Regions from separate parts of the Mus musculus genome. Here region 2 is linked to region 1. A link is a contact called in public Hi-C data. All regions are on one chromosome and are shown on one strand. Each heading gives the region's core, a stretch centred on a gene start, on an enhancer-like site or on the middle of the called end of the contact. The rest is flanking DNA. Distances are from core to core; before and after follow the strand shown.

The links. Hi-C and Micro-C count contacts between places; a contact is called where the count stands out from the background.
Region 2: a contact with region 1 is called in a Hi-C map of ventricular fibroblasts, with 4 times the contacts expected there. The contact joins the enhancer-like site here to the promoter of Sdc2 in region 1. A contact is called at or near these places in 2 of 39 promoter capture datasets (the 3T3-L1 cell line and liver), 1 of 15 datasets of contacts at CTCF or cohesin (the NIH/3T3 cell line) and 3 of 484 Hi-C or Micro-C datasets (the AML12 cell line, the C2C12 cell line and ventricular fibroblasts).

Annotation. Positions count from the first base shown.
Region 1 is chr15:32,919,404-32,922,049 of GRCm38.p6, reverse strand. It overlaps Sdc2 (syndecan 2), which reads right to left and starts at 1,327. Exons shown (of 5, transcript NM_008304.2): 1 at 745-1,327. The coding sequence starts at 804.
Region 2 is chr15:33,329,196-33,331,841 of GRCm38.p6, reverse strand. The region is part of intron 4 of Cpq (carboxypeptidase Q); the gene reads right to left. Among named protein-coding and RNA genes, the nearest start is that of Cpq, 250 kb to the right of the region's middle. Within about 2 kb of position 1,336, at least 20 of the 459 cell types and tissues checked have an H3K27ac peak or open chromatin away from gene starts, as enhancers often do. A contact at or near this core is called in the C2C12 cell line, where this site is marked.

The DNA of each region.
Region 1 (2,646 bases), core at 78-2,577:
ATTCCATCTCTCTCCAACAGCTTTGCTCCACAAGGACCGTTCCTGGAAGATCCCAGAAACCAGAGAGCCCAGGCCTGTTCCCAAAAGCTCCATGAAGCCAGGAGCCTCCAAATAGACCACCGACTGCATCTCCACTTAGTGTGGGCCCCTTGCCACAGCCACAGGGAGCATTAAACAAATGCACTTTTAGAAACTTTCACTCCTGATACTCTCGGTTTCCTTAATATGGACCCTATCTCCCTAAACTTGCCTTCAGTCAAGCTCAAAGCCTGGAGTAGGGGGATGTGTGCAGAGGAACAGATCCTCCCCAAAGTTTCCAACTCACCCCTGGGGTTTGTCCAGTACACAGAGCTTACTGGATCCTTTCCTGGCCCGCAGTGGTGCTCTAGTAACCTGCAACTTTTAGCCCTCTGTCCTTCCTAGACTACACCATAAAATCCCCCAAGGCAGAAAGCTGGAAATGACTTTAAGGACCTGTGGGGTCCCTAACCTCCAAGTCTTGTGCTCCCACCCCCTGAAGACATGGCTTGGGTAACTCCCTGTAGCAGCTCAATTGTGCAAGAGGGAAAAGGAAGAGCCCAGGGGCAAGTGGTTGAAAAGCAAGCTCATTTGTTTCAGTAGAACCTAGGCAGCCCCACGTTCAGGGTTGGCAGATCCCCCAGGTAGCATCCCCCAATTACCCTCTGGCTCTTCTATTTGCCCGGGCACTCTTAACAGTGCACTTCCCCGGCTGGGCCCACTCACCGTCTCTGCGGACACACAGGCCATCAAGCCCAAGGTGAGCAGGATCCACGCGCGCTGCATATTCCCCAGGGATGTGGCTCCTACCCGGATAAAAGGAAGCCCAGAGCAAGCCTAAGAGGGCCTAGAAAAAAAAGAAGCTGAGCCGCCTCCAGGAGAGAGGTTTGGGCTCCGATTCCGAGCTCTAGCTGTCTTCTCTGGCGCCTGCTCTAGCGTTCTCCCTGCGCCCCGGAAACGCGGCGCCTTCTCACTTGTTGGCTTCTGTACTCCCAACCCAGAGTTGCTGCTTCGCGAGGCTGTTTTCTTGGTCTGGTCCTACAGGGCAGCGTTGTGCTTTCACTCGGCGGACTCCGGTGTCTGGGTCGCAATGCTGTCTGATTTGAAGCAAGCAGTCGATGGGTTGAAACCGAGCTGCCGCTCAAGTTTAGGATGCCGAAAGGCGAACGGCGGCGGGGACGCGCGGTCTGAGGGGCTGGAGCTCCAGGAGTATCTGGAGTACAGCACTCTACAGCTAGACTGGTGGCTTGGCTGCAGCGCCCCTCCTTCTACGCGCCGCCTCCTCCTGGGTCCTCCCCCTCGATCTCACCCCACACCCCTCCGTGTCCTCTCCCTGGTCCTGGTCTTGGTCCTGCTCAGCCTCCGCTTCAACCGCCCCTACCTTCCCTCCCTTCTTAGCCTGGCCCTCAAGGTTCCTCCCAGCTACTGGGGGAAAGGAGGTTGCCAGGACTCCATGATAAAACCAGGGAGAAATTCTTACGGGATTACACTGGGATTGGCAGCTCCCAGAGCCAGTGGGAGCCAGCAGCTCCACTCTGTGGCTGTCCTGAGAACCTGCCTCTGCAAACCTTAGTGCTCTTTCATTTTCTCTCTCCTTCTTTCCCCTTCTCAACACCCTCTCCTCTCCCCACCACCCTTCTGTCTCCCTTTCCCTTTCCTTCTCCTTTTCTTCGCTGTAATTTTCTAAAGAAAATTCGATGAAGGTTTAATGGGCATATTGAGCCTTTTCTTACTTGTGAAAATTGGGTCAATAGAAAGATGAGAGTCGAGAAAAATGAGAAAGTTTATACATCCCCTTCAAGTATTCACAGTGCCCATAGGTCTCCAGATAATGAAGATTGCAATTCAAAAACGACAAAAATAATTGTAACAAGTTAGTGTTAAGATTCTCCTTGGAACTTTCCCCCATGACCCACCTCCACCCCCATCCCAACTATAACCCACAACCCACAACCCTCAAAAAGGTAGAAAAACAAAACCCAAAACACAACAACTCCAAAGCACAACTCATTAAAGGCTTACAAACCATTTCTGCTGCTCACAGTTTGTACCCTGCCTCCTGACTCACACACACACAAACACACACACACTGCCCCAGGCATCAGCTAAGTTCGATTTCCATATTTTTACTTTTGGAAAATGTAAAATTGCAACAGATAAGGATGAAAAATTAGAGAGTCTAGATATTAGCAGATGAATTTCAGAGAATGAATGGTTAAGTAGTTTCTGGCTTTAAGAAAATGAGTATGTATTTCCTACATAAAGCAAAAGCATGCGTCATGTAGTTCGGTGCTGTATGGTGCTACAGAACCAGGCAGGCACATACTCTTCTAATGCTCACCGATGTTCTCTTGGATTTAGAAACTGAATGAATTATGGACCCATTTTCTTCTGTAATGTCCATTTATAAAGGGACAGGGACATTTCAGTATTAGCCACTATTTTGTTATCATGTAGGATGAATTAAAAATACATAATAACTATTTTGTAGGTAAATACTACTCCAGACCTCAAGCCACACCATAAAAAGCTCTGTGATTTTCTCACACAAACACATACCCATACACACACACACACACACACGCACACATGCACAAACACACATACACAGAGACAGAGAGACAGAGA
Region 2 (2,646 bases), core at 87-2,586, 410 kb before region 1:
GCTTGTTTACTATATCATAGTTGAAGGCAGCTCAGTGACAGCCTGACAGCAGGGGAGAGGACCTTACACAGGAGAGGCAAGACGTGAGGGAAGCCACTGTGATGTTGCTATCATGAGGAATAACCAAAGCACACTGGAAATGAATAGAAGCCTAGAGGCCAGCTGAATGCAGAAGAAGCTTCCCATATGGAGAAGGGTAATGGTAGAAAGAGACTCAGGCTTCTCTCTTTTTGCCAAATTTTGAGTTCTTGGATCTTCACTAAGAACATGCACCAGCCTAAGCCTTACTGGCTTGGAACTGAACTTTGGCACCAAAACAGGGAGGTCTCTTCATTCATGAGCTACTCATTCTCATGTGGACAGAAGAGCCGTAGATATTGTCTGATATGTTTTATTCTGTTTTGTTTCTTTAACTCTTCTCATTGCCAACCTGCAGCCTCATGCTCTGTTATTTTACTTACCCAGGGGACTAAATGTATGCAAATTAAAGAAATATTGAAATAAGTTTAAAACAACAACAACAAAAACAGAGACTAAATTCACACAAATTAAAGAAATATTGAAATAAGTTAAAAAAAAATCAAACAAAAAACCAACCAAACAAACAACCAACCAAACAAACAAACAAAAATGCTTTGGTTACCTTATCCTAAAACAGTTTGTGACTTAGCAAGATGGTTCAGCAGGTCATTCAACCAAGTCTGATGACCTGATTTTTGTTGGTAGGGTCCACATGGTCATAGAAGAAAAATGAGTTCAGTAAGCTGTGTCTGACCTCCAAGTGTGCATTGTGGCATGTATGTGCACAAACACATGAACAAAGAGACATACATACATACATACATACATACATACATACATATAGACAGACACATAAAAACACACATGTACACAATCCCACACACATGATGCAGTAAAAACTACAAATGTCTCAACCACAGTTATTAAATGATAGATACTGTTGTTGCTTTATCTTTCAGTCATGTCCTATATGCTACCCTGTTCTGCTGACTTCCAGTGCCATGAGCAACTTGATCAAGCACTGTAAAAGGGAAAGAGAGTGATTGTGTTTTGAAAGAGACAGTTTGAAAGAGTGGTAATTTGATAAATCCTATAACTTAATGAACTTTTCCACTTTAAAAAAGCCTAAGTAATCTAAAGTGACTATGTCTTCCATTTCTACATGATCCCTCTCCACAAATGTTCCTTTATTTTCCATTGACAAGGCAGGATAATGACCAAAGCTCCTAAGATGTCCACTCCCATCCCTTCTCTGGGGGATTGATGTGACTCATTGCATTTGGCTATTACAACAATCTCTCTTTTCACAAAAACACTGGCCAATAACAGCAGGATGATCACATCATTTGCTCCCAGTAGTGTGAGAAAGAACTGCCCACACTCCCTAGCTCTGAAGACAGAAAATAGTCACAATTCTCCATCTCACTAAGAGAAATGTTCATGATCCTTAGATAGTAGTATACTGAGAAAAGGACAAGAAATTCTCCTCTTTAACAAGTGCCTCCAGTGGAAGTAAAGAATCAAAGGAGGGCTGCCTTGTGGCAAGCACAGGCCTCGAGATCCATTTTATTCCCACTGTTGCTGATGTAATTGTGAATTACTGCTGCATTTATAATTAAGAATGGAACAGATGGTAATGCTTAGCATTAGGCAATAAGGAGTGGCCATTAAAACAATCGAGAATGCCAGCAGTTTATATGATATCACAGGGTTAGTTTACCATAACAAAGTTTTATATCCATGGAAAAAGAGGTATTAAGGCCCCCTCGTTCTCATCACAGCTGTCCCTTTGTTGAAGATACATTGTACATCCTGGGAAGATTCCAACCTTTTTAAAATTGCTGGTCATATCTTGACTTTATTATGAGCAGTCATCACAAGTGGCAGAGCATGAAATCCAAGATGTAATATTCACCATCAAGAAGAGCAGTTGGGAAGGCACTGGAGATTCACTGGAATCACACTAGGATGGTACTGGGTGTCGGGCAGAGGTGGGGGGGAGGAAAATTCTAGAATTCTCCAAGAATATGGACAAAAGGCCAGACATCCTGAAGAGCATAAGGGTTACTTAATTGTAATACAAAATGAAGCAAAACTTCTCTTCCATTTCATGGTGGAAGGTTATCAGTGTGTGTAGCCAAAAGGGCAATAGTAATAGAGTTTGTCTACTAGCAATAGAAATATCAACTAGCTTTTAAGAAAATCTGCTTCCTGACTTTAACCTCTTCATGGATATTTTTGTCTCTGATAATGCGAGACTTCTAAACAATTTCTCAGCCTTGAAATTTGCCTACAGATTCTTCATCTCACTTCAGGCAGGCTTCTGTCTTATCAGGACATGATGGGACAGTCACTCTAAAGCAGTGTAAACTCTATGCCTAAGTTCACTTGTTTCAGTCTGCTGCTGTCCTTGATTGTCTCCATCTTTTCACCAGTGTCTGATATGTGCCAATCTCAGGCAATATCACTACTACTGAAAAATGAATTGTAGCAGAAAATTCTTGTTCACATTTAGAACACCCCAAGGCAGAGAATTAACAAAATTCTGTTATCAATAACGTAATATATCAAAGAATGATGATTAAAAATTAAAGAAATAATACAGAATAAAGATAGGCATAATAG